4 separate regions of the Mus musculus genome follow, and regions 2, 3 and 4 are each linked to region 1. The links are chromatin contacts, called in public HiChIP or PLAC-seq and promoter capture Hi-C maps. All regions are on one chromosome and are shown on one strand. Each heading gives the region's core, a stretch centred on a gene start, on an enhancer-like site or on the middle of the called end of the contact. The rest is flanking DNA. Distances are from core to core; before and after follow the strand shown.

Region 1 (7,025 bases), core at 3,289-5,788:
GAGTAGGCGAGGCTAACTTGCCAGCAATCACTATACCTGTCTCATCTCCAGCACCCAGCACTATGATAGATAGCACTGATGTCTATACAGAGATAGGTTTGGGCTCCGTGACTGGCTTGTTTACATAAAGATGAAACTCAGGTCCTCATGCATGCGAGATGAATGCGTGGCTTGATTGAACCCCTGCTCACCCCCCCCTTTTTCTATTTGTTTATTTATGTATTCACTGGGACAGGGTCTCCCTTTATATCTCAGGCTGCTTTCAAACTCACAACAATCCCCCTGCTTCAGCCTCAAAGTGCTGGGATTTTAGATGTGACCCATCATGTCTGGCTAAATTTCCTTTCTTCCTATGCCAAATGATAAGAATGAAATCCTTTCTAGGAGGGTGGGTGATGGTGGCACACACCTTTAAGCACTCCCACTGCGGAGGCAAAGACAGGTGGATCTCTGAATTCCAGGCCAACCTGGTCTACAGAGCAAGTTCTGGAACAGTGATGTCTATACAGAGAAAACCAAAAAGCCAAACCAACCAATAATAATAATAATAATTAATATTAATAATAAGCCTTTCTATGGCCAGCCCAGCCTGATCTACATAGCAAGTTGGGGGCCAGCCTGGATTGCACAAGATACTACCTCAATAAAATAAAATAAAATTATAAATATAAATAAATAAAATCAAAATCTCCCTATGGAGTATTGATACCGAATCTACAGAGTCTTTCCCCCATGCAACACGATTCACAAATTACCAGATTACTCTAGGAGCTGAAAGGATGTTTGTGCAATGATCCAGATATCTCTCCCAGCAGGCTTAGGACCTGGGTTTTTCCTAGGGCTGAGCTATTGGGGAGGGGGGTGCATCTGTGGGCATCAAACCCTTCCAGGAAGGAGATTTCCAGGAACCCGGGTGTCCTTTTTTTCTCTTCCTCTTCTCTGTTTTGGGCGTGGTCCAGCTCTGTCATAGCAACTGACAGACTTTTGTCATCACAGAGATTCCAAGGTTGTCTAGAGTGCCAACATGGCGTCCAGACCAGCTGTCTGACCTCCCTGGTCATCGGGATTTCCATCTTTTTGCAAGTAAGCACTGTGAGATCGGCAGGACAGATGCTGCCGGCACTTACCAGGTTCAGAGCGGTAACAGTCCTTTCAATGGTGGAGGGAGCTAACTCCCTTCCCAGTGACCTCACAGTGTTCCTCCTGCCAATAAGTGACAAGTCCGCCCTGCACTGCGACAACTGGATCTTTTGGGAAGAAGCCTCCAGATTGGCGGGAGGGAAAGCATGGTCACTAGAGTCATGGGAGCAGGACTCCGGTCTCAGTGGTGTAACCCACCACCCTAAGAGAATCTCTCCTCAATTCAGAGCCCCAGGGTTTTTATCTGAAAACTGGGGTGCCCTGCCAGCCTCAACGCAGGGTTGTGAAAGGGAAGTGAGATCCCAGGAGGTGGAAGGAGGTTTGGAAAAGGGTAACACTCTTGGTAAAATGCAATGGACTTAACAAACTGGAAAGGGCCCTTGCACAAGTGACTGACATATTTTCTGGCCCAGCCAGCTCAAGTGTTCTGCAAAGCTAGTGGAAGGTCCTACTCCCGTAGAGCTAAACACCCACTCCCGCTCCGACTCCCACTCCCACACAAATACACATGGAAGCTTCTTCCACTCTCGTCACAATTCTAAGTGGCTGCTCAGAGCAGCTGTGCTGGGGGCTAGCCTCTGATCTAGGGAACTGATTCCACACTCAGTAAAGACTCCTGTCCCTGAAGCCCATCTGTGCTCCTGGACTCTAGCTCAGCTCTCATTCCATCCTGAGCCCAAACCTCCTTCCACTGAGGGGACCTGTATAGAAAAGAAGGGGGTCAATGGCCTTCAGGAAGACCTGTCTGCAGGCCAAGCGTGGGGATGTCTCTGATTCCCAATAAAAGAACAAACAGATGGGAAGGAACTGGGAGGAGTAGAGGGAAGGAAAACTGTAAGATAGATAAATAGATAAGATAGATGGACAGACAGATAGACAGACAGACAGATAGGTAGATAGATAGCTATAGATAGATGATAGTACATAGATATATAGATACATAAATAGATGCATAGATATAGATAGATAGGTAGATAGGTAGGTAGGTAGATAGATACATACATATGTACATACATACATAGATACATAGATAGACACATAGATAGATACATAGATACATAGATAGACACATAGATACATAGATACATAGATACATAGATACATAGGTGTATACATAGATACATAAGTACATAGATAGATGCATAGATACATAGGTACATAGATAGATGCATAGATAGATATACATAGATAGATACTTTTTAAAAAAAAGATAAAACTGATGCCATGCCAGAGGCTCATCACATCTCAACAATCAGGAGGAAAACTTGCCCATGAGGCACATTTGGTCATCACTGCCAGGGACTGTGAATCCCTTGCCTAAACGTTCACTGACCGGATGGAGTGACCCAAGGTGACTAGGGTGAGGGCAGAGCTGGCCTATGGCTCACTGTCCGCCCCTAACAAGTACAGTTTTGATGATATCTTTTCATCTACTTAGTACAGATCTGGGAGATGTTGTGGAGGTCTCATGTAGCCCAAGCTGGCCTTCAACTTGCTACATAGCTAAAGCTGACCTTGAACTCCTGATCTTTACTGCCTCTGCCTCTCGAGTGCTGGGATCACAGATGTGCCCACCATTCCCAACTCAGTGCATATTCCTGTGCACGTTTTTCTGCCAAACCCTGCTAGCTAGGAGAAGAGACGATAAACGCACAAACAATTGCTCCTCTTGTCAGCATTGACAGTGACACTCCTGTTCTTACTGTTTTATGCTCAGCAAAGCACGTCCCCCACCTTCTTAGTTCATCCTTCCACAAACCTACAAGGTCAGAATTTTAAACCACAAAGAAGAAAATCGAGACTACTCAATGGCCCAAGGTCGCCGCAGATTATAAGCAAAATGGCAGACACAGACGGCCAGTCATCTCCTTTTCTCTCTGGCTGGGTGTGCAGAGGAAAGGATTCCCTCTTCTCTGGCAGTCACCATCCCCCACCCCAGCTCACTGACCATCTGGAGCGCATTCTAGTGCTCTGTCAAGCCGCAAATGAGAGAGCTATGAGTCCTTTATCCCTCAGTATCCCCCAAGTCTTCGGCCAGCAGCTCTGGTTTGTCGGCATCACCCCAAGACTTCCTGCAAGGGAGAGATAGCCAGTACCACACTGGCCTTTGTCCCCAACACCTGAGATTTAACGTGGCAACCTTTTGTGGACCTTTGTACCAGCCACCCAGTTATCAACATCCTCTGCAGTGGGTGTGGTCCCGGGGACCTAGCTCCATCCCAGACACTTTAGCTCAGCCTCCCAGGAAAGTCTGCTGGGGAGATGACATTGATTATACACAGAGAAGGTGTATAACTTCTCCAAAGTCACACAGCTAATAAAGCAAATGGAGGTCTGCTCACAGACCTCTAAGCCCTTGCCTCCCGTCCTCACCATCGCCTCCCAGAAGTTAAGGCTAAGATGGCTCCATCTCACTCTCAGAAAAGAGGGGTTCCCTTGGAGTGTCCCAGCACCTGATCACAGGCCAGAAATACCTACCACTCAGAAGGCTGAGAGAGGGTTAAGGACTAAGACTAGAGGATGGAGAGATGGCACAGGGATTAAGCGCCCTGGACACTCTTGGAAAGGACCCAGGTTTTGTTCCCAGCATCCACACAGTGGCTCACAATCATCTCCGAACTCCAGTTCCAGAGATCTGACCCCCTCTTCTGAACCCCAAGGCGCCAGGCATGCACACAGTGAGCATTCGTACTTGTATACACATACAATAATCCAAGGTTGCCTGTGCTACACAGTGAGTTCAAAGCCAACCTCGGCAGTGTGTAAGACCTCGATGTAAAATAAAAGTCAGGGATGGTGAGATAGCTCAGTAGGTAGAGGCATCTGCTGCTAAGCCCGAGAAGTGAAGCCAATCCCCAGGCCCCACATGGAAGAAGGAGAGAACAGACCGTCACAAGCTGCCCTTTGACCCACACATGTGCACCGTGACACATACATATACACACAATAAGCAAATAAAACGTAAAACAAGGGCTAGTGGCCAAGCATGTGTGTAGCCCTGGCTTTGGCCTGTCGCACAGCCATAAAGCTCTTCTTGAATATTAAGCCTGGCCTGAGAAAGATGCCAGATGGTTCTTTTAAAATCCAGCCACCCATCTACCTTAGTATGACCTGGAGGCATGACTCTGGCCTCCTGAGGAGACCTGTGTAGGGTTCTCCTTTGCCCAGCCAGGGCTGGGACCCTCCTTACCTGTAGGAGGAGCTCAGCCGTAGGCTCTGCTCCCTCCTGGTCCAAGCCTCAGCTCGAGCCTCTGTGTTGTGGCCTGGCAATTGCAGAAGTGAGGAAACAGAGCAAAGCACTGCCAAGTCACCCCTGGGAGGAAACACAGTGACCCAGGGCCCCTCCACCAGATGCCACAGGAACCTCCACACGGACTGAGCCAGCCAGACTCAGTACTGCAGAGGTTTCCTGCAGAGCAAGCAAAGGACAGAGAGGGTGTCAGACAGGGGGTGTGGAAAGGGGCGGGGTGGGGGAGGAGAGGGAGACACACAGAGACACAGAGAGACACACAGAGAGAACCAAAAGAAGCAACAAACAGTTGGCACGAGGAGAGGGAAAGAGAGTCAGAAAGGAGGGGAGAAGGCGAGAGGGGTAGAGGGAGGGAGAACGGCTGATGTAAACAGGAGCGCATGGGAGGAATGAGAGAATACAGAGAGGAGATTCAGGGAGGGACAAGGGAAAGGATGGATGACAGACAGAGAGCAGTCTGCACCGGAGACTGCCCAAGAGCTTGTGTGAATGAACACACCAGCGCATATACCTCTGTAGGGGAGAGAGAGGTGGGGGAGGGAGAAGCCACTAGATGAGGAGAGGGAGCTGGAAGCATAGCTTTGGTCATTAAGACTGGGCAGGGAATCCCTGGTGAGCAAGAAGAACTGGGCCCAAGAAACCCCTGGGAGCCCAGAACCACAGGGCTGGAGGAAGGAGGAAATTTCTCAAGCCCTTGAGCTAGAGTTCAGCTGCAAGTGAGTTCCCGGTAGGAAGAGAGGGTGAAGAGGTGTGGGCAGCTGGGGTAGAAGCCAAGTGAATTTGGTGTGAGAGCATGAGTCAGGTGAGGACTTCCATGTACGCAAATGAGAGAACCCCTTGTTTTGGTTTCCTTCTGCATAGCACTCAGGAGGTCAGCCAGGCTCCATGATAGACGCTGTCTATGGATAGCAGACCCCTCAGGTATCAGCTGACCCAAAGCCCCCTCCTAAACATCAAGGAAAAATGAAGCCGAAAGAGAGGAAAGTCTGTCTTATGGTGAGACATGGCGCCAAGTCTGTCTTGGAGAGCCAAGAAGGCAGGGATTCTGACTCCCCACCCAGTGCCTAGCCTCAGGTCCTGAGTAGCCAAGCTAGCCCCTTGCTGCTGGTCAGATGCCACCGGTGTTCCTTGTCAATGCTAAAATGGTTCCTTACAGGTCAGAGCATCATTAACATGAGCTTCAGCTCCGAAGAACTAAAACAACCGGGTGTGTGGCTCACATGTATAATCCCAGCCCTTAGAAGGCAGAGACCGGGAGTTCAAAGTCATTCGTGGCTACACACTGAATTCAAAGCTAGCGTGGGCTACATAAAATGCTATACAAGAGGAAGAGGTGAGAAGAGGAGGAGGAAAAGAGGGAGACGGCTCATTTGGTAAGTGTGTCTATGACTTGAGTTCAATCAGGGGCCGGGGATGGGGGGATGGGGGAGTCAGAGGTGGTCGTGCATGCCTATCATCTAGCAATGGAGAAGCAGTATGGAGGCTCCCTAGGGCTTGCTGGCCAGCCAGTCTAGCCAAATCACAAACTTCAGGTTCAGTGAGAGATGCTGTCTCAGAAACTAAAGTGACTGTATGTTGGCTATATGGCTCAGAGGGTAAAGGTGCTTGCTGCATAGCCTAATGACCTGACTTCAATCCCTAGGACATGCATGGGGAAAAGGGAGGTGAGGGTCTACTCTGGCCTCCATACTTGCACCATGGAGCACAAAAATGCACAGACACACAGACACAGACACACACACACATACACTAAAATACATAAGACAACGAACAGAGTTGGACATGGTGATTCATGCCTTTAATCCCAGCATTCAGGAGGCAGAGGCAGAGAGGCAGGTAAATCTCTATGTTTGAGGCCAGCCTGGTCTACAGAGTGAGTTTCAGGACAGCCAGGGCTACACAGAGGAACCCTGTCTTAAAACAGCAAAACAAAACAAAACAAAACAACAACAATAAAAATGTTTGCCTGTAACCCTACACACCACACACTCTTTTTTTTTTTTCAAGACAGGGTTTCTCTGTGTAGCCCTGGCTGTCCTGGAACTCACTTTGTAGACCAGGCTTGGCCTCGAACTCAGAAATCTGCCTGCCTCTGCCTCCCGAGTGCTGGGATTAAAGGCATGCACCACCACGCCCGGCTCCATACCACACACTCTTAAGCATCATATAATCTTACACACAAATCCCCTCACCCACCCACCATGACACTTGTGCCTGCCCCCATGTACCTTCTCCAGTTCAGCCTCTACACATAAGCTGCCACGGATCTCTTCTTGTCTTTTTATTTTGTGACACTGTGTCTCCAAAACAAAACATTTTTAATAAAACAAAAGAGGCATGTGGAGTGTTTATATGTGTGTGTGTGTGTGTGTGTGTGTGTGTGTGTGTGTGTGTGTGTGTGTTTTAATTGAAGCTGAGTCTAGTTGTGTATGTGCTTAATTGCAGCATTTAGGAGGCAGAGGCAGGTGGAACTTACTCTGTAGACCAGGCTGGCCTCAAACTCACAGAGATCCAACTGCCTTTGCCTCTTCCTGAGTGCTAGGATTAAAGGTGTGAACCACCATGTCTGGCTTACCAGACAGGGTTTTATATAGCCTAGGCTGCATAGCGAGCTCCAGGACAACCAGGACCACTT
Region 2 (7,025 bases), core at 3,235-5,734, 250 kb before region 1:
TCCCCCTTCGGTCTTGATGTTTTATCACAGTAACAGAAAAGTAGTGAATACCACAGCAAGGCCACTCTGACCGTGATGGGTCCCTGCACAAACAGGACTACTATGTGACATCTGAGCACAGACAAGACATGAACGTAGTGTGTTGGGGCCTTGATGGACTAGAGTTGCCTTCTTGGTACAAATCCTGACCCTGGATAAAGTCTAGGAGGACTGTCCTATGTGGTAAAGCAGGACCACAGGGCAGGGACATTCGGAAGGCAGAACTCATACAAATAAGGTCAACAAGCTCATTTGCTCAACCTCCGCTGGCAGTGCAATCTCTACTGGCTAGCTGAACTATGTAAAAAGTAATGGGAACATTTTTTGCTTTCAAGGTAGGGTCTCACGCTGGGTGGTGGTGGCACACGCCTTTAATCCCAGCACTTGGGAGGCAGAGGCAGGCGGATTTCTAAGTTCGAGGCCAGCCTGGTCTACAGAGTGAGTTCCAGGACAGCCAAGGCTACACAGAGAAACCCTGTCTCGGACAAAAAAAAACAAAAAACAAAAAAACAAAAAACAACAACAACAACAAAAAAGATAGGGTCTCACCATGTAGCTCTGACTGTAGGGAACAGGTTATGAAAAGCAGGCTGGCCTCAAACTCAGAGCTCCTCCTGCCTGTGCCTTCCAAATGAGTGCTGGGATCATAGGCATGCCCCTCTGTGACTCACCAAAACCTCGCCTAGACTACACAGTTCACTTTTGAAATGAGCCCACAGTCTTTCGTCTGTGTCTACCATGATCCTGACTCTCCTTTCCAGACCCCTTCAGGCTGACGGTTGTTTTGACCATGACACCTAAGCAAACTTAGGCGCTCCTAACTGTAACAGGGTCCCAAACTTTAGTAGGCCCCTCAGACCTTAGCACAACTGGTTTCATAATCGAAGTGCCAGCCAGGCTGTGAAACTCAGCATGTAGTCAGCACCACCTGCCAAAAATGAAAATAAAGAACTAACCCATCAAGTCCACAGTTTTAGGAAACCAGGATGTGCTAAAAATAAAAGCTCGCCGTGATGCTTGGAGAGATGGCTCAGAGGTTAAGAGCACTGGTTGCTAACATTGTCATGGCAGCTCACAACTATCACCAACTCCAGTTCCAGTGGGTCCCAAGCCCACACAGATACAAACGCAGGCAAAACATCAATACATTAAAAACAAAAAAAGTTCACCCTGAGAAAGACTCAAGCTACATTGGGATCCAGAACACCCAGTGTACTCTCTGGCTGGCTAATAAAGACTTTTAAATTTTATTTATGTATTTATGTATCCATCCATTCATTCATTCATTCATTCATTCATTCATTTATTTAATGTGTTCTGTCTTCACACACATACCAGAAGAGGATATCAGATTGGTTACAGATGGTTGCAAGCCACCATATGGGTGCTGGGAATTGAACTCAGGACCTCTCAGAAATACAGTTAGTGCTCTTAACCACTGAGCCATCTCTCCAGCCCTGATAAAGTCTTTCTATTGGCTTAAACCCATGTCCAGACAGCTTTCTGGTGACTACCCCACAACACTAACTTGTTCATAAAAATGGCTTCCTTTGAGAAATACTGTCGTTTGTGGCTGGAGTGTTCTGTTACTGTTGTCTTGATTCTATGGTTTAACAATATTGCCTGAGCTGGCTTCAAATGCCTGGTTTCAAATGATCCTCTTTTTTTGATCTCCTGAGGAAATGGGACTTCAGTTGTGCCACCGTGTCCAGCTAAGGCTGGGACTTGAAGGGCAGTTAGAGGTTATCCAGGCACAGAGTGAAGAGTATCCCATGAGTCTATGGTCCAGGGAAGCAAGAAAGTACTCCAGGGTTAAGAGCATATGCCTGGAGCTGAAGAGACGGATTAGTGGGTAAAGGGTTTGTAGTGCCAGCATGAGGACCTGAGTTCAAATCCCCAGCACCCACATCAAATGTGCACTAAGAGCCCCAGTGCCTTGTGGGGGAAAGGCCTTGCTTCCTTAATGCCATCTATTGTCACCTGCTCTATCAAGTTTTTTGTCTCCTTTGCAAAGTTCCCTGAGTCCTGAAGAGAAAGGTTTGATGGAGACTTTCCATCTAGGACTGGATGCTCCAAGGTAACTAACTTACTCTCTGCATATTGTCCAGTGTTGTTCTCTACTTGTTTATATCTATTACAGGAAGAAGTTTCTCTGATGATTACTATGCAAGACACTGATCTATGGATAGAGAAGCAGGTTACCAGGAGTCATTTGTCTGTTAGCAGAACAAACCTTTTTGGTTTTCTGCTAGATACCTGGCTATTCACAGGTTCTTGGCCACTTAACATGTGTCAGGCATGAGTTCCAATTCGTGGAGTGGGGCTTAAATCCAATTACTATGATGGATTATTCACACATCTTCTTTAAAATTATTTATTATCTCTGTGTTCTGCCTGCATGTATTCTTGAAGGCCAGAAGAGGGCACTAGATCTCCTTATAGATGGTTGTGAGCCTCCATGTGGTTGCTGGGAATTGAACTCAGGACCTCTGGAAGAGCAGCCAGTGCTCTTACCTGCTGAGCCATCTTTCCAACCCTGTCCCCACATCTTTCAAGCATCTATTGCACCAGCATATGATGGAGACAGTGCACCATTGTAGATCAAAGCTGAGTCGATGGCTGCCTTTCTCTTTGGGTGCAGGATACCTTCCAGTAGAATGAACACTAGTCAAGAAGAGATGAAGGCTCTAGTTAGACAGCAGCTCAGATTCTCTGTATTCAGTGAGATATGTAGGTGTTGTCTTTAGATATAGGGTTTACTATCAGTTTGTGGAAAATAACCAATAGACTTGGCAATAGTTTGAGTTGTTGGAGTAACTTTAAAAGGGACCCCTTTGGCCAATGACCCAATGAGATGTAGTATGTTCCTGACACTGAAGGTTTCGTTTAGTGGTGAGAGATGTCTAGTGTGGGCTTTGTCTCTCTGCTATCTAGTGATTATATTTAAATGTTTTTGTTCATGTGTGTGTGGATAAATATATAAATACACATACATACTTACACACACACACACACACACACACACACACACGAGAAAGAGGGGGGAGGGGGATGCATACACACACACACACACACACGAGAAGAGGGGGGAGGGAGGGGAGGGAGATACACACACAAGAAAAAGGGGGGAGGGGAGGTAGGGGAGGGGGGAGAGAGAGAGAGAGAGAGAGAGAGAGAGAGAGAGAGAGAGAGAAAACAAGAATGTACCAGGATCCATGGAGCCATGTTATTAGGGGCTCGAAATTGAGCCCCAGGCCCATGGGGAACCTTGACCAATGTGACAAATTCAGAGCTATATTTTAAAAGGCCATGGTGGGTGGGAAGCTGTAAGGGGCAGGGATCAGCAGCTTGCTCCACTGTGGCAGGAATGTGGCTTACAAGCTCTGGGAGGAGGAGGAAGAGGAGGAGGAGGAGGAGGAGGAGGAGGAGGAGGAGGAGGAGGAGGAGGAGGAGGAGGAGGAAGAGGAGGAGGAGGAGGAGGATTCAGGGCCTGGAGGCTGCTGGCCCAGACACTGGATTCTTCAGAGATGTCATTCAGTCTAAGGACAGCACCTGAGGAGTTGGCTCTAGGAAAGGCACTGAGTTGAAGGTTCTCTGTGCCACAGGATACAGGAGTGGTGGCGCATTTACCTGGAGCCCAACGTCAGGCTACAGACACAGGCTTGCAGATGGGCGCAGAGAAGCTAAAACCGAGGAAGAGAAGGATCCTGAGTGGCATAAAGTGAAGCCACAGGCAGGAGGCTCAGGGTGCAGGGACAAGCAGAATCAGTGTGCCCCACCCCTACTCCTCCATCCCATGTCTCTCCACCCACACCAGTCACTTCTCTGATCTCTGGCTGTGTGGGTCATATTGGTCCCCTGTAGTTCCCTGGCTCATGTCTGCCCCTGTGCCCAAGCACCTAAGCAAACCCAGAGTTCAGGTTTCCTCCACACTCTGCATTCTGTCCCCCAGAATGCCTCTCCCATCTGCTTCCCTCCCAGGCTGGTCCTCTATGGTCTCTCGTCTGACTCACTTCCTAGCCTCCATCCTGCCTCTTCCTGCCTGTCAGGCCACTTTCTACACCAGGACCAGTCTGTTGAAAATCCCACAGGCTTTCTGAAGCTCCTCACTCAAGTAAAATGGGGCTCCCCCACACCAGAACTTTTTTTTTTTTGTTGTTTTTTTTGTTTTTGTTTTTCGAGACAGGGTTTCTCTGTATAGCCCTGGCTGTCCTGGAACTCACTCTGTAGACCAGGCTGGCCTCGAACTCAGAAATCCACCTGCCTCTGCCTCCCGAGTGCTGGGATTAAAGGCGTGGGCCACCACGCCCGGTTCCCCCAGAACTTTTTATGATAAAAGCCAAACTCTGCCTCCCACATGAAAATTCTTTCGGTTCCTTGTTGTCCTCTTGTCTTGCCTCCTGTTGGTCTCCCCCTCTGAAGCCCCAATACTTCCTCTGACCAGCTTTCTCTGGTCCCCAGGCTGCAGAAGCAGGAAGGCCACTTGAGTAACCCTTACACACGGAAACTGCCTTGTCTATTGTGACAACTGTTTCTCCAGGGAACTACACTTTGGCCTTTAAACAAGACCCGCTTCAGGGTCTCCTTTTCCTTCTTCTCCTCTTGGTTCCTAGATCCTACCTCAGCTGAGAACTCCTCTCCCTCCCAGCCAGAAGGAGCAGCTTGCTAGTGTGTAAATTGACAACATGACTGTTCCACGGTATGGGAAATGGGAAGGTTTTCATTTTAGATAGGAGGGAACAGCTGGAGACATCTGGAAGAGTCCAGAGCAGAGAGAGAAGTAGACTGAACAAGGCCAGCAGACTGGCTGTGGCCAGGGCTATCTGCAAGAGGGGCTTGGGGGGGGGGGAGCAGGAGAGAGGGAATGAGGAAGACACACTGGGAGGAGCAGGAGCAGAGCAGAACAGAGAGTGAACATGGCAGGGTTAGCAGGGTTATAAGGAGGAGGGGCTGTGGAGAAAGCAAGAGAGCAGGAGGAAGTTCAGGGTCCGGGTGTGAATCCCAACCATGGAAGAAGAAAGTCCCCCAGCCCAAATCACCATGGCCAAGTTAGTTAAAGCAAGCTTTTTTATTTGTATACAAGGAATGTTTCCCCCTAAGGGTGGGGTTTGCAAGTTCAGACTCTGACTTGAAGGAGACAAGGTTTCTATAGCTCAGGAGTAGGGTGTTTTCAAATGGGGGATTTGGTGGGCAAAATATGTATGGTTGTAAGAGCAGATCGTAAGCATAACAAGTTAGTCAAACCAGCCTTCCCTCCCCAGCACAAAAGTGGGGTTGCCAGGTGGTCCTAACAAGGTAGTCATAACAACGGGTAGTCATAACAACCTTTTTGAAACAAAGGTAGGGTTGCAAGATGGTTATAAACAACTGTCTTAAACAAAGACATGGTTGTGGTTTCTCTAAACAGGCAAGACAGAAATGGTTGTAGTTAAGGCTACAGGTGGGGCATACCTTGAAGAAGAGAGGTTTAGTCATAAACAGGAATGAGCCCAGCTTGACTTTACTTTAAGATTTTAAGGTGGCTTTTACACCTAAGGTGGAGGCAGACGAGTTCATCATTCCCTCCTCGCCTTACCTGCCCCTGCCAACTTTTTGATTGGGTCTTAATGTTCTTTATCTAGGAGTTGGAGGGAGGGACAAAGTTTGTAATGCATCAAAAGATGCACGGCCTGCTTATGAATTATACCTATTTGGTGAGCATAGAACAGATGTTTTAAGGCCCTATGGTCCACCACTAGGCCACCATTTTGTCCCCTTCACCACGGAGTTTCCTTTGGACCTAATATTCCAGCTCCTTGCTGAGGACAAGAGGTGACATCATCTGTGTAACTACTTCCTGCTGAATTTAGGAAGCTGTTGTCAGGGCCCAGGAAGGCTGTAATATTAGCCAGTGGCCAGGATGAGGTTAAGGTGATGGGGGACTCATCAGAAGCATCTTGTTTGCTGACCCAGCTGAAGATACAGGGAACCATCACATCAGCTGGACCGGTTTACATCAGCTTCCAGCAAGTCTGGGCCTTTCTGGTTTTCTAGGTCTACCTGGGACTGGTGTGGTGTAGATCATCTTTGGGGCAGTTTGTAGTTGGTAGCTGATTTCTCGGTGGTGTCTACCAGCCTGGTGGAACTCTGCCAAGGCAGATATAGAATAAGGACAGAAGCTAAGGTTCAAGAACTTAAAGAAAATGCTTTTTGGAGCTTCCCCGTCAGGAATAGGAAATAGTCAGGGAAGCTTAGGCTGTTGATTGACAGATGTATTTATCTGGAGTCTGTTTGACCTCTGAGAGGTGGATTCAAGTCTTACAATGTTTTCAGTTTCTTGACGCTTATATTGTAATCTGCATTGAAATCCATGGTGAAGCCCATACTCTGTAAAACATCCTGAGTAGACCCAGGCCTTTGGGTCATAGCAAATAAAAGCCATGGCTTTTGGTTAAAAGCATGAATGTTTTCTGTCCAAAGGGCTGGATATAGATTGGAGAGAGAGATTTTTAGCATAAGGAGAGGCATCTTTAAGTCTATGTATATACAACCAAAAGAAATTTAAAACCTTGTGACCGATAAAGTGGTCAGTCCTTGACCAGATTGTCAGAACTTCACTGATCAATGGTAAAACTCTGAGCCTTTGAAATCTTACTATTTCAATAGCATAGAGTGAGTTGTATTGATATATCTTACGTCATTTTTAGAGTTTCATCATTTATTTAGACTTTCATATCTTCAGATGTTTATAGTTTAAATTATGTTTAGACCTTTGTAATTTATATAAACCTTAAACTTTTTATCTAATTGTTTATATTTAGACATATCTAAGTGGCGAAGCAAGTTCCCGTCTAAAACTTGTTTATCCTTTAATACAAAGCTTGTTAGTCAGGCAAACCTGCCTATGAGGTTGCCCTTTTCATCAGGCGATTTAAAATTAAGGCCTGGTTTTTATATATGAAATGCATTGACCAGGCACCTGCTGCTAAATTGGCAAAGCTACAGCT
Region 3 (7,025 bases), core at 2,371-4,870, 230 kb before region 1:
AACTCCAGTGCCAGAGCACCTGACGCCCTCTCTTGACTTCTGTGGGCACCAGGCACAACTTGATGCAAGACACACATGCTGGCAAAACACTCATACACATAAGGGAAAATATGTAAATCTAAAAAGGATTCATTTCAGTTTTCAGTTTATTTTGGATTTTTTTTTTTTTTTGAGACAGGGTTTCTCTGTGTAGCCCTGGCTGTCTTGGAACTCACTCTATAGACCAGGCTGGCCTCAAACTCAGAAATCCACCTGCCTCTGCCTTCCAAGTGCTGGGATTAAAGACATGTGCCATCACTGCCCAGCCAATTTTTTTTTAAAGATTTACTTATTTTTATTTATATGAGCACACTGCAGCTGTTTCCAGACACACCAGAAGGGCATCAGATCCCATTACAGATGGTTGTGAGCCACCATGTGCTTGCTGGGAATTGAGCTCAGGACCTCTGGAAGAGCAGTCAGTGCTCTTAACCACTGAGCCATCTCTCCAGCCCCTTCTTCAATTTTTTTTTAAAAGTAAAGCTGGAGCTGAATATGGTGGCACACGCCTATAATCCCAGTACTTAGAAGACTGAGGCTTCTGGCCAGCCTGAGCAACAAAGTTCATCTCAAAAATTATAAAATAAAATACAAAATGATTTAAAAATAATTAAAAGGCTGGGCAGTAGTAGCACAGGCCTTTAATCCCAGCACTCGGGAGGCAGAGGCAGGCAGATTTCTGAATTTGAGGTGAGTCTGGTCTACAGAGTAAGTTCCAGGACAGCCAGTGCTACACAGAGAAACCCTGTCTCAAAGAAAACAAAATAAACAAATAAATAAATTAATAATAATAATAATAATAATAATAATAATAAGAATCTAGGGCTGGTGAGATGGCTCAGTGGGTAAGAGCACCCGACTGCTCTTCCGAAGGTCCAGAGTTCAAATCCCAGCAACCACATGGTGGCTCACAATCATCCTTAATGCAATCTGATGCCCTCTTCTGGAGTATCTGAGGACAGCTACAGTGTACTTACATATAATAAATAAATAAATCTTTAAAAAAAAAAGAATAAGAATATAAAGACAACAGGAGGGGGCTGGAGAGATGGCTCAGCAGGTAAGAGCACTGACTGCTCCACCGAAGGTCCCGAGTTCAAATCCCAGCAACACATGGTGGCTCACAACCACCTGTAATGAGATTTGATGCCCTCTTCTAGTGTGTCTGGAGATGGCAACAGTGTAATAATATAATATTATCTATAATAATAAATAAATCTTTTTTTTTTCGAGACAGGGTTTATCTATATAGCCCTGGCTGTCCTGGAACTCACTTTGTAGACCAGGCTGGCCTCGAATACAGAAATCTGCCTGCCTCTGCCTCCTGAGTGCTGGGATTAAAGGCATGAGCCACCATGCCCGGCTATAATAAGTAAATCTTAAAAAAAAAAAAAAAGACAACAGGATAAGCCCCCAGAAATCCTGTGTTCTCAGCTTCACAGTTCCCTAAGCATCCCTGAGTGCAGGAGCCTCCTCCCTTCCTCCGCCTTCTTTGTTTTCCCTTCCTCCCTTTCTTCCTTCCTCTCCTCCTCTCTTGTGCTCCCTCATCGTTTCATCCCCCTCCCTGCCTCTCCTCTTCCACCCCTGCAGTAGTGCTGTGAAGATGGAGGTATTCCTGGTGATCTCCTCCATGTCCAGTGACCCTTGGTGAGCTGTTCACAGTACCTGTTAATATGAAAAATATTCAATCCATCATGGAAAGGTCTAGAAAACAGTTGAGAGACAGTAGACAGCCCTTCACCACCAGGGTTCCCTGGAGCCATGAGAACTTCTGTTTTTCTACTTACACATTTTTTTTTTCAGCCACAAGGAAGTCAGTTTCCATTTCATCTTATTTCCGAAAACAGAAGACAAGGCATTAGGAGAAACTGCATTCCGTTTTTAAGCTAGGCTCTCATGACGACCATGTTCTTTGTAACCCAGGGATGACTTGAATCCTGAGCCTCTCAAGTGCTGGGATCACAGCCTGTGCCACGGCACCATTTTTACTTACCTATATCAGAGGACTTGAGTGTCCTAGAGAGATCGGTAGCCATCTCTGCATCACTAGAGGTGTCCAGACAGAGGTGTATCTGGGGATAGACAAGGCATGTCTTCTTCCTCAGACCCAAAGGGTAAGGGTGTGTATGTCCTAAGAGACCCCAACTACACTAGGGAGCTGTGTACCTTGTTTGAACTTGGAGTACTGTGGAAGAGGCATCTGGGGGCACATCTCAGCTGGGGAAGTGGGATCGTTTTTATCTGTTCAACATCTTCATGGTCTGAGGTAGTTAAATGGTACATGCCTGTTATTCCAGAACCTGGCAGGAGGAGGCATCAAGAGCATCAGGAGTCTAAGGAAGCCATTCTCAGCTACACAGTGGATTATGTGAAATCCTGCCTCAAAAACCCAAAACAAGGCAGAGGATGCAGCTCACTTAGTAGAGTGTTTGCTTTGAATCCATGAAGCCCTAGGTTTAGTCCTCAGCATCTAATAAAGTGTGTGTGACCACACTCATTTTAGATGGTGGAAGAAGGAAGATCAGAAGTTCAAGGTCATCTTCAGCTACACAGTAATTTAAGTACAATTTGTGCTAAGGGATACTCTCTCTGTCTGTCTCTGTCTCGGGTCTGTCTCTATGTCTCTGTGTCTGTGTCTGTGTCTCTGTGTCTCTGTGTCTTTGTCTCTCTGTGTCTCTGTCTCTCTCTCTGTCTCTCTCTCTCTCTCACACACACACACACACATACATACACACACACACACACACACACACACACACACACACACACACACACCAGACCTCTGGGTATCAAATTATCAAGTCTTGCCAGGTGTAACTGCACACGCCTTTAATCCCAGCACTCAGGAGGCAGAGGCAGGCGGATTTCTGACTTCGAGGCCAGCCTGGTCTACAAAGTGAGTTCCAGGACAGCCAGGGCTATACAGAGAAACCCTGTCTCAAAAAAAAAAAAAAAAAAAATTATCAAGTCTTGATGTTAGATCTGTTCGATGGAGCCAAGTAAAGAAAGGTGTGGGAATTGTCCTGGTTGTTCTTTGGTCAATTTGACCCAAGTTAGAATTATCTGGGAACCTCTGTTGAGAAATGCCTCCATCAGACTGCTTGTAGGCAAGCCTGTAGTGCATTTTCTCCACTTATGATTGGTGTGGGTGGGCCCAGCCCATAGGGTGTAGGTAGTGCCAACCCTGGGCAGGTGGTCCTGAGTTGTGTAAGAAAGCAAACTGAGCAAACCAGTAAGCTGTGTTTCTTTATGGCTTGTACCAGTCCCAGTCCCTTTATCTCTCTCTATCTGTCCGGAGTTTCTGTTCTGACTAACCTCTGTGATCCCAGAGTTGTAAGATAATAAACCCTTCCCTCCCCAAGTTGCTTTTGGTCATGGTGTTTTATCACATTAGAAACCTTAAGAAAAGATTCAATTTTAGAGATGAAGAGACAGGTCAGGGGAAATAAAGTCCCCATTCAAGAGTTCGGGGCGCTTCAGAGAACCCTGTAGGGCTCCCGACCTGAGGGGCGTGGCCTCGGTGGGCGTGGCTTCCGGACTGTCCTCTGCAAGCTGCCGATCAGTCTGAGCAAATCTAGTCGGAACGCGACCATGGAGCCGGTGCCGCTGCAGGACTTTGTGAGCGGCCTGGACCCCACCTCCCTTCCGCGCGTGCTGCGGGTCTGCTCCGGAGTCTACTTTGAGGGTGAGCGGGCTCTGGGTGGAAGGAGCTAGGTATGATGGGTCATGCCTGTAATGCCAACACTGGGGAGCTGTGGCGGGAGGATGAGTTCGAAGCTAGCCTGTTCTATAAAGTGATTGCAGGTCAGTTTGGGCTACAGAGTTAGACCCTGAGGGATCTGGGGTTGAGTTCAGACGCTGCTGTCCGAAGTTTTATGAATCCGCACCAAAAGGCGCCACCTCCCTGCTCTTCAGCTTTTGTCCCATGGGTGATGAGAAGTCCTGAGTTTAACTCAGGCTTTTTCTCAACTGAGGCTCCTCGGTAATGCTAACAGAAATTGTGTGGCAGCTAGGCAGGAGCGATCTGAACAGCCTAGGAAATCCTGTCTCAAGCAACAAGAACAATTATAACAATAAATGGACAAATAAGTGGGGATAACTCGTCCATCGTTTCAGACAGGCACTAGGGTGCTCACTGTCGTTATTGGGGTTGTTCTGAGAGGACCTTGTTTTGTAGCCCAGGCTGGCCTTAAGTTTGCAGCGATCCGTCTGCCTCTGCCTGAATTTGCCATGCCTGGTTCACTGTTCATTTTTCTTTCTTGCTCCCTCCCTCCGTTCTCTTTTATTATCTTCTTTCCCTTTCTGCAAGGATCCAACCCAGGACCCTGAGCTCTCACCACTAAGATATATTCCAGTTCGTTATTTTAGCACCAGATCAGCCCTCCCGCTGAACTCTCTGCTCCTTGCCTCTGAGTCTCTCTGTTCCTCTGCTGGATTCTCAGATGGAGTGGTCCTCCTACCAGGGGGATCCTTCCCCGCTTTTTGCCTGTACATTTGCTCCTTGCCCATGGCTTTCCGCAACCCATAGCAGAGAAGAGATGGCCATATCAGGACACAGCCACCAGTTACTGGCCAAATAACATGTGACCAGGGACTGACCACTTGGGTAAGGGAGGGAAGAAAAGGGACCGACCGGGCTGCTCTGTGGAGGGCAGAGGCGAGAGTGGAGGGAGATGCTGAGATTCAGGGCTCCTCCCTCAGACAGCAAGCTGTCTCATGGATGCCTGCTTCATTCTACTCCCTGGAGTGAGCGAGCCAGGCTCTGCCACAGCAGCTGCCAGCAAAGTGTTCTGATGGCCAAGCGGGTTATAGACTGACCTAGGAGGATCACACAAGGGCCACCACAGTGAGTCTCTCTGGTCCATCGGAATCTGATGGGTCCCTGAAGTGGGACTCTGGGAGCCTGGTCATTCTTTTCTCCAGCTCAGAACATCCTCCCAGCGTCTCTTGCTTACCTGTGTCACAATACCCGAGTTTCCTCATCTGCTATGACCTGGGGTGATGGGAAGTGGAAGGACTTGGGGTGACGTGAGGACAGACGGATGTCACAGAGTGTCGGTATGCAAATGAGGTGAACGGGAAGGTAGATGACCCTATGGGGCAAGGTGTGGTAGAATTCCTGACCACATGGGATTCCAGTTTTGGAGGTTGATACCCCATGTTCTGCCTCCAGCCACCCTCACCTCCCCCTCCTCCCACCCCCACATTACCTGCCCTGCTGCAGATGGGACCTGGGCCATCTTACATCCTAGACTACTAACACTCTAGCTAGTTCTTAGCTAAGATCCTTAGCATTTTTCTTTCTTTCCGTTTAAGACAAATTCTTCTTGTGTAGTTCAGACTTCTCCAGAGTAAGAGTTCTGTGGTTACAGATATGTACCACCACAGCTGGTCTTCCGAGCCTTTGTTTACATTGATTGACTGATTGATTGATTGATTGATGGGGGGGCACGCATGTGTCACGGTATGAATGTGAAGGTCACAGGACTTTTGTTTTCTTCTTCCTCCACCATGTGGGACTTAGGAAGGGAAGGGTCTTTACGATATCTTGCTGGCTCTTTTCTGTTCATTTTGAGGCTGACCCGGCACTCCCTGTTCAGCCAAGGGTGAGCCTGAGTTCCTACCCTTCCTCTTTACCAATCATTGGAGGAGCTGACGCCACCTCTCTGAGCTATCACTTTTAGGAAGGAGAAACTGCTGTTGATATTTTTTTAGAAAAGGGAAACTGCTGGCCCGTTCCGGAAGGGCAGTCACGCGTCCTCAGGGCAGTGAAGTGCCAGTCACACTCAGCACAGGGCCAGGTATATATAACTCCATGGCTAACAAGCTCCTCTTCTTCGAGGTCCACCTCCGAGCAACTGTGTGCACTTTCCTGAGGGGTTAGGTTGAGGTTGACACCAGTTTCTCCTGACCCTGTGAGCAGCTCTCCAAAAGCTCTCCCTGGGAGAGGGGCTCCAGGTGGTCAAAAGGTCCTGCCACCTGCGGTTTCCCATCCTCTGCCACTGGACACAGACCCTGGGCACACAGCACTGTGAGATCTCTATTGCTTAGCTTCTAGTGTTCTTTAAGGCTTTAGCACTTTGCATCAAGCAAGTGGCTGCTGAACTTGGAGGTGGTGCTCAGAGCCTCAATCTCCTCTACATCCTCTTAAGAACAGCTCACCAGGGGCTGGTGAGATGGCTCAGTGGGTAAGAGCACCCGACTGCTCTTCCGAAGGTCCAGAGTTCAAATCCCAGCAACCACATGGTGGCTCACAACCATCCGTAACAAGATCTGACTCCCTCTTCTGGAGTGTTTGAAGACAGCTACAGTGTACTTACATATAATAAATAAATAAATCTTTAAAAAAAAAAAAAAAAAACAGCTCACCAGAATGGCGGGCGGAGTGAGCTAGCTGGTAGGCATGGTTACTGCCAGTCCAGACAACCTGAGACCAATCCCTGGATCCCACAGGGTGGAAGGAAAGAACTCCCTTCCAAGAGTTGTCCTGACTTTCACACCTATGCTGTGGAATGCATTCAAGATAAACATTTTAAAAACAGAAGCTAAAAGTGACTCATCGGGACGGGGGGGGGGGGGGGGTGTTGTAGCTCAATTGGTCCAGTGCATCTCGCATGCATGAAACCCTGGAGTTGAATCCCGGTACCACAAAGAATTCGGCATGGTGGCGTACACCTGCCTTCGAGCACTCTGGAGGTAGAGGCAGGAGGATCCGCAGTTCAACATCAGTCTTAGTAGAAAGAGATCCAGGACAAGCTGAACTACAGGAGAGTCAGCTGAGAGAGAGAGAGAGAAAGAGAGAGAGAGAGAGAGAGAGAGAGAGCGAGAGCGCGAGCAGCTCACTCATCTGAAGCAGAAAGCAGGCGGTGAGAAGAGCTGTATCTATGTGAAGCCCACCTACCCTGAGCCTGATTTTGTAACTGTAATATGGGAGTCGGGAGTCACTGGCTAGTTACTTCATCACGGGTGGTATCTACCCCCAGAGG
Region 4 (7,025 bases), core at 3,060-5,559, 190 kb before region 1:
AAGGTTATTTTGTTCTTAAGAAAGCAAAGTCCAAACACTTGGATTTTTAAAAATCTACTTCCCTTTCCGGTCAGTCATAGATGGAGCCACCTGGTTCCAGCTCAAGAAACACCATAACCACTGAGGCAGCAGGTTCTGGCAGAGGACTGAGTCAGGGCAGCAACCCTACTCCCCTACCCCCTAGATTCAGTCTGAGGTCCACCTGTGTCTGCTGGGATGAGAGCATCTTTTCTTTATTCATATAAAAGCTTAGGGAAGGCGGGCTGGAGAGATGACTCAGTGGTTAACAGAATTGACAGCTTTTGCTGAGGACCTAAGTTTAGTGTCCAGGACCTGTGTTGGGCAGCTCACAACCCCTGTAACTGCAGCACCATCTGCCTTACACCTCTGGCCTTGGAGAACACTAAAAAACAAAAAAAATTAAGGCCTATTCTATGTGCACATGATGTCTTATGAGTTAGTGGTGAGAGTGATGGGGCTTTGTGGGGGAACTAATAAAAAAAGACCTGAAGCCCCCTGCACCTGGCCAGAAGATGCGTGGGTCTCTAGCACCACTCCCCACCCCCCAAGATGGGTTGAGGAGGAGCCGTCCCCATTCATTACAGTTCCAGCTCTAGTGGTTGCTAACTCCCCGTCAGCCCTGGTGCAAGCAGCCCTTGACTCCTTGGTCCCTAGTTCCATGTCCCAGCATGCTTCAGCCCCTAGTCCCCTGTCCCAGCATGCTTCAGCCCCTAGTCCCCTGTCCCAGCATGTGTCCTAGACACCTGCCAGCACTTTGACTCAAAGGAGAGCCACACTGCTTCACTAAGACTAAGTCAACAGCACTCACTCTCTGATTCCATTCTTTCTCTACCCTGGCAGAAAATTCAGATTTGGAAGTTATTTTGACACCCGCTTCCTCTGGGTGACTCAGAGCTCTGAACGGGGACAAAACTTAACCCCGTTGGTACTCTACTCACAGGACAGAGTCTGAACCATTCCAAGGGACAAAGGTTGTTTTGCCTCCTCCCTTCCCCCTTCCCCTTTCAGTTCCTCTTTTCCCCTTGCTTCCTTCCCTCACTTCATTTCCTTTCTTCCTTGCATGTGTAATGCTAAGGATGGTTGGTACCCAGGGCCTAGGCAAGCAATTGGAGCTACATTCCTTGCTATCTACCTTGCTTTATTTTGACAGGGTCTCCTGTAGCCCAGGCTGACTTCAAACTCTCTATGAGACAAGCCTTGAACTAGCCAGGGGGTGGTTGGTTCATCTAGGCAAGCCCATCTTCCTGCTGGAACCTCATTGGCATCATATATACTTTTTTTTTTTTTTTTTTGGTTTTTTGAGGCAGGGTTTCTCTGTGTAGCCCTGGCTGTCCTGGAACTCACTTTGTAGACCAGGCTGACCTCGAACTCAGAAATCCACCTGCCTCTGCCTCCCAAGTGCTGGGATTAAAGGCATGTGCCACCACCCCCCGGCTTCATATATACATTTATTTGTTTATTATGTTTTTTGAGACAGGGTTTCTCTGTGTAGCCCTGGCTGTCCTGGAACTCACTCTGTAGACCAGGCTGGCCTCGAACTCAGAAATCCGCCTCCTCTGCCTCCCGAGTGCTGGGATTAAAGGCATGCGCTACCACCCGGCAGGCAGAACTCACTCTTATGATAAAGGTCTCAGGTACTTTGCTCCAGGGGGGTTATTTTACAAGGGAGTTTTGACACAGCCACCCCGAAACTTTGTTGTGAGAACTGTCATGTGGAGAGGGTTTTTTTCCTCCCAAAGTTTTATGATGTTTAAATGTGTAAGAAATCAAACCGTAGGATCAGAACCTCTAGCAGTTGCGATGCAGTCTCATTGACCAAATCTGACTGTACCGAGGTTTGGTACCTTTAAGGTTTGGTTCTGTGCCATAGTAATACCTGCAGACACCCCACAACACATGAGCACCCTGAACATAGATTTCCGAGATTCCAGGAATGGGAACCAATACATTTCTGCTCTTTACAACTATCCAGTCCCAGGTCTTATGTTAAAGTAACAGAAAATGGGCCAAGACAACTTCTGTACCTCAGACACCGTGCCCTTTTCTTCCCGTGTTCATCCTTCGGAGATGCAAATTGGGCTGTCTGTTTTTTCTTCTCTTTTTTAAGATTTATTGGGCTGGAGAGATGGCTCAGTGGTTAAGAGCACTGACTGCTCTTTCAAAGGTCCTGAGTTCAATTCCCAGCAACCACATGGTGGCTCACAACCATCTGTAATGGGATCCAATGCCCTCTTCTGGTGTGTCTGGAGAAATAAATAAATAAATAAATAAGAAGGGGCTGGTGAGATGGCTCAGTGGGTTAGAGCACCCGACTGCTCTTCCGAAGGTCCAGCGTTCAAATCCCAGCAACCATATGGTGGCTCACAACCATCCGTAACGAGATCTGACTCCCTCTTCTGGAGTGTCTGAAGACAGCTACAATGTACTTACATATAAAAAATAAAATAAAATAAAATAAATAAATAAGAAGAAAGAAGGAGAAGGAGGAGGAGGAGGAGAAGGAGGAGGAGGGGATGCTGGAGAGATGGCTCCACGGTTGTTAAGAGCCCTGGGTACTCATCCAAAGGACCCAGGTTCAATTCACAGCATCCAAACAGCAGCTCACAACTGTTGGTAACCCCTGTTCCAGAGGATCAGCCACCCTCACACAGACATACATTCAGGCAAAACACCAATGCACATAAAATAAAAATAAATTAAAAAAAAAAGATTTATTTAGGCTGGGCGTGATGGTGCACAGGAGGCAATCCCAGCACTCAGGGTACTCAGGAGGCAAAGGCAGGCAGATCTCTGTGATTTCCAGGCCAGCCTGGTCTATGGATCGAGTTTCAGGACAGTCACCCTGCTACAGAGAAACCCTGTCTTTAAAAAAGGAAAAGAAGAAGAAAAGAAAAAAATCATGTTTTATATATATGAGTATTTTCCATATATATATATGCATATATATACATACACACACACATATATATGCATGCATATATAATATATATATATATGCATGCACTATGGCACTGTGTGTGTAGTGGCACTGAATGCCCTGGAACTGGAGTTAAAGACCGCCTTTACCCTCTATGTAGTTGATGGAAACCAAACCTGAGTCCTCTGCAAGAGCAGCCAGTGTTCTTAACTGCTGAGCCATCTCTCCAGCCTCAACTTTGCCTCTGATCCTCTTCTTGGCTTCCCAAAGCTCCCAGCTCAAACATCTAAGCACAGCCTGGCTCCTGCCTGCTTCAGAGCCTCAGAAGCCCCCATCACTCTTTGCAAAACTCTTCCCCCTCCACTCTTCCTCCTGCCTCACTAACGCTCCTCTCCCACCTCCCACACAACCTGTTTTCTCCTGTGTTCATCAAGTTCAAGCTGGTTAGGCGTGGGAGTGTGGCGGTGAGCTAGACAGTTTGCCTTGCTTGAGTGAAGATCTGGGTTTCATCCCTGTACGGACAACAACAGGAGCAAAAAAACAAAAAGAACAAATAGAAATAAATAAACCACAAAAAGACAAAGCCCAAACCATCCCTAACTGCAAGGGAAAAAAAAAATCAAAACAAAGGGAGTAAGTTTATGTCATCTCCTTCCAGAAACCTCTCATCGCCTTCCTCAGACTTGAGTCACAGCTCTCTCTGTCTTCTCAGGTTAGGTAACTTGCTAAGGAGTGATTCAGCCCTCAGGCTCTCAAGGCATGTTCAGGGGGACAACACCATCTTATCTCCCTTTTGCCCAGTTTCTAGTAGTCCTCATCTCCTGGCACGATCAGCAAATAACTCTGTTTGTTGTTTGTTTGTAATATCGTTTCAGGTAGCCCAGACTGGCCCCAAAGTCATCAAAGTAGCCTAGGATGGCCTTGAACTCCTAATCCTCCTGCCTCAAGAGTGCCAGGGCTATCCTTGAGAGAGGGCTTGCACATCTGGTTTTAAGGCTAGCTTTTAAGGCTCTTTGGTTGCCACAGGTAGCTAATTCATTCATCCATCCGTGTTGCAGCTCTGCAAGGAGAAGACAGTAAGTCGATGGTGCTTCCTGCATTTTCTGGAGGCTGACTGAACCGAAATGCCTTCAATTCGACTAGAAAACTTTAAAGCGTACCTCGAAGATCCTATCATTTTGCTCCTAAGTACTTATGAATTTCTTTCGAAAAGTCGGGGAACTCCAACACAGCACCTTGCAACACAGATGCGGTTTCCACAGAGACCTACAAGCTATTCCAGCGCTCACTGGTGCGTCCCTCCTCCAATCAAGCGCACGCCCTGCTGGGCAAGAGAGGGAAAAGCAAGAGCAGCCATCCGCCAAGGATAACTTGGAACACTGGAAGCAGCCAAACGAGTAGTTCTGCCCAGACACGTGGCTGGCCACAAGGTGGGAACCCGCGGCGCAGACGGACTTGGAGGAGCTTCGGCCGCCCGCCGTGGGGGGATCCAGAGGATGACGCTGCTCGGGTGGCTGATATTCCTGGCCCCCTGGGGAGTCGCAGGGGCTCAACTAGGTAGGGCTGCGGGGGAAACCTGCTTGATTTTTGTTTCGTTCTAGGAACTGGGGCTGGGGTCTGTGCTGCCGGGAACCGTTCACAGATCGTGGCTTTAAAAGGAAAGTAGATTAGAGGTTGAAGCGCAGAGACTTAGCCATCAAGGCTGTTTGTGTGTGTAGCTCAGTTGGGAGACAGAGTTCAACGGCAGTCTAGGATGCATGAAACATTGTTCCAAAAGCAAAACCAAACCAAAAAGTGCTCAAGAGGATTTTAAGTGCCAGGGGCAGGACACAGACTTTGCCAGGGGGACAAGGATCTAGTACATGAAAGCTAGACACTGAGAGGGAGCCGGTGGTCGGGAAGATTCGCGAACTCAATCAGGACACTCAGATAGAAGGCTCTGAGGTACAGTGGTTGTTCAAATGAGCGCGTTCCATCTCTGGGACTCCAGAAAAGAAACACAAAACATTGCCACCGAGAGGTCCAGTTCCCCAAACCCATACGGTGGAAGGAGAAAATCTTATTTCTGCAATTTGTCTTCTGTGGTGTCTGTCCACCCAATAGATAAATGTAAAAGAAAACAAAACCAAACCTCAAACAAACATAAACACAAAAGCATTAGTTAGAAGCCCATCTCTGTACCCTGGATGAGTGTAGGAACCAGGAAGACAGAAAGAAACCAGGAAAAAAAAAAATCAGGACTTAAAGGAAGAAACATTCCCTCAGCTGGGATGACACGATAATCACAGTAATCCAGGTTTTGTTTTTGATTTTTAAAGGCATAGTATTCCAAGGTGACCTTGAAGGGGTTTTTTTTTTTCCCTTGAGATAATGGTCTAACTGTGTAGCCCTGGCTAGCCTAGAACTTACAATGTAGATCAATCTGGCTTTGTACTCAAAGATCCACTAGCTTCTGTCTCTCAAGTGTTGGGATTGAAGATTTGCGCTATCACACCAGTCAAAAGTTACACTTGCTTTTTGAATTACAACTCAGAAATAGGAGGTAGATGTAGTCCAGAAGATCTGTAAGCCACTGCCTAAGAAAGTTTATTGTTTTTACCTGTGTGAGTGTTTTGCCTGCATGTATGCACATGTGTGCCTGCTGCCCCATGGAGGCCAGAAGAGGCCATCAGATTCTCTGGGTCTGGAGTTAAAGACAGTTGTTGGTGCTGGGGAATTGAACCTGGGTCCTCTGTGAAAGCAGCCAGTGCACTTAACCACTGAGCTATCTCTCCAACCCCTGTGCACATGATATATTTTACATAATATCATCGCAACAGCTTAGCTTGTGAAGTATCTTTAATGTCCGTTTTACCCAGAAAAACTGACCTTGAGAGAGTAACTAGCCCAGGGTTACACAGCTGCTGAGTCTGGCCTGAAGCAGGCTGTCCAGCTGTGCTCCGTGTATAATCCGGCACTTTGCCGGAGTAGCCCACTAAGGAAGGCCAGAGGCAATTAACAATTGTTGAGCACTTTCAGTGACCCTAGACTTGGCATTAGGTTCTTGGAAAACTGTCTCTTTAAAACTTATTTGAAAATGAAAAAAATAAAAGTCTTGATCATATATATATACACACACACACACACACACACACACACACACATATATATCATGCCTACACACACACTGTGCGGAGATCAGAGGAGAACTTGCTTGGAGGAGATAGTTCTCTCCTTCCACCTCGTGCGTGACTCATGGGTCCTAGGGATGAAACTCAGGTCATCAGACTTGGTGGCAGTTCCTTCACTGCTGGGCCACCTGGCTGTGCAGGTTATTGAATCTCAGGGAGCTCCCTGTGTTGCTCAGGTTTACCTTGAACCTCTGAGCTCAAGTGAGCCTCCAAGAACCTCCTTAGTAGCCAGCACCACCGGCCCACACCACACCTGGATGTTCCCAGGAGACTGGGTACTGTTACCACCATATTCATTTCACAAGAAGCTTGAGGGACACAACGCCTGTCTGCAACCCCGTAGTCAGGGCGAACGTTGCTTATTTGCTGTAAGCCAAATGCCCTTCCGCGCTTTCCCTGGAACTGTGGACTGAATTTTTTTTTTTAAGACTATCTTCTATTTTCTTCACATTGGCTGGAATACACACATGTATAACTTTAAAACAGAAAGTAGATTTAAAAGAGAATTTCAGTGCTGGAGAGATGGCTCAGTAGTTAAGAGCACTGACTGCTCTTCTGATGGTCCTGAGTTCAAATCCCAGCAACCACATGGTGCCTCACAACCATCCGTAATGAGATCTGATGCCCTCTTCTGGTGCATCTGGACTCAGCTACAGTGTACTTAGATATAATAATAAATAAATCTTAAAAAAAAAAAAAAAGGAATTCCAGGGCTGGAGAGATGGCTTAGTGATTAAGAGTACTAACTGCTCTTCCGAAGGTCCTGAGTTTAATTCCCAGCAACCACATGGTGGCTCACAACCATCGGTAGTGGGGTCTGGTGCCCTCTTCTGGTGTGTTACAGTGTACTCACATATAATAAATAAATCTCAAAAAAAAAAAAATTCCAGGAGCTGGATGGCTCAGTGGTTAAGAGC

What was found. Promoter capture Hi-C pulls out the DNA fragments that hold promoters and counts their contacts. HiChIP or PLAC-seq counts read pairs in DNA pulled down with a chosen protein or histone mark.
Region 2: a contact with region 1 is called in a promoter capture Hi-C map of liver, with 2.8 times the contacts expected there. The contact joins the enhancer-like site here to the promoter of Ptafr in region 1. A contact is called at or near these places in 23 of 39 promoter capture datasets (the 3T3-L1 cell line, 3T3-L1-derived adipocytes, the C10 cell line and 13 more), 3 of 15 datasets of contacts at CTCF or cohesin (embryonic stem cells, large pre-B cells and pro-B cells), 94 of 484 Hi-C or Micro-C datasets (the 63-12 cell line, B cells, the Ba/F3 cell line and 52 more), 7 of 115 datasets of contacts at active chromatin or transcription factors (the HPC-7 cell line, astrocytes, bone marrow-derived dendritic cells and 2 more) and 3 of 9 other capture datasets (adipose tissue, embryonic stem cells and liver).
Region 3: an H3K4me3 HiChIP or PLAC-seq map of embryonic stem cells shows a contact between it and region 1, with 26 read pairs. The contact joins the promoter of Themis2 here to the promoter of Ptafr in region 1. A contact is called at or near these places in 3 of 39 promoter capture datasets (embryonic stem cells and liver), 2 of 484 Hi-C or Micro-C datasets (embryonic stem cells and nephron progenitors), 3 of 115 datasets of contacts at active chromatin or transcription factors (embryonic stem cells and stem cell-derived neural progenitor cells) and 3 of 9 other capture datasets (adipose tissue, embryonic stem cells and liver).
Region 4: a promoter capture Hi-C map of fetal liver shows a contact between it and region 1, with 4 times the contacts expected there. The contact joins the promoter of Smpdl3b here to the promoter of Ptafr in region 1. A contact is called at or near these places in 4 of 39 promoter capture datasets (embryonic stem cells, fetal liver and hematopoietic stem and progenitor cells), 5 of 484 Hi-C or Micro-C datasets (conventional dendritic cells, embryonic fibroblasts, embryonic stem cells and 2 more), 8 of 115 datasets of contacts at active chromatin or transcription factors (CD8 T cells, bone marrow-derived dendritic cells, bone marrow-derived macrophages and 1 more) and 3 of 9 other capture datasets (adipose tissue, liver and pancreatic islet).

Annotation. Positions count from the first base shown.
Region 1 is chr4:132,561,580-132,568,604 of GRCm38.p6, reverse strand. It overlaps Ptafr (platelet-activating factor receptor), which reads right to left and starts at 4,538. Exons shown (of 2, transcript NM_001081211.2): 1 at 4,331-4,538.
Region 2 is chr4:132,814,075-132,821,099 of GRCm38.p6, reverse strand. No RefSeq gene overlaps it. Among named protein-coding and RNA genes, the nearest start is that of Themis2, 21 kb to the right of the region's middle. Within about 2 kb of position 4,484, at least 48 of the 459 cell types and tissues checked have an H3K27ac peak or open chromatin away from gene starts, as enhancers often do. A contact at or near this core is called in B cells, the HPC-7 cell line, Kupffer cells and 9 more, where this site is marked.
Region 3 is chr4:132,792,959-132,799,983 of GRCm38.p6, reverse strand. It overlaps Themis2 (thymocyte selection associated family member 2), which reads left to right and starts at 3,620. Exons shown (of 6, transcript NM_001033308.2): 1 at 3,620-3,724. The coding sequence starts at 3,631.
Region 4 is chr4:132,754,455-132,761,479 of GRCm38.p6, reverse strand. Smpdl3b (sphingomyelin phosphodiesterase, acid-like 3B) reads left to right here and starts at 4,309. Exons shown (of 8, transcript NM_133888.2): 1 at 4,309-4,495. The coding sequence starts at 4,435.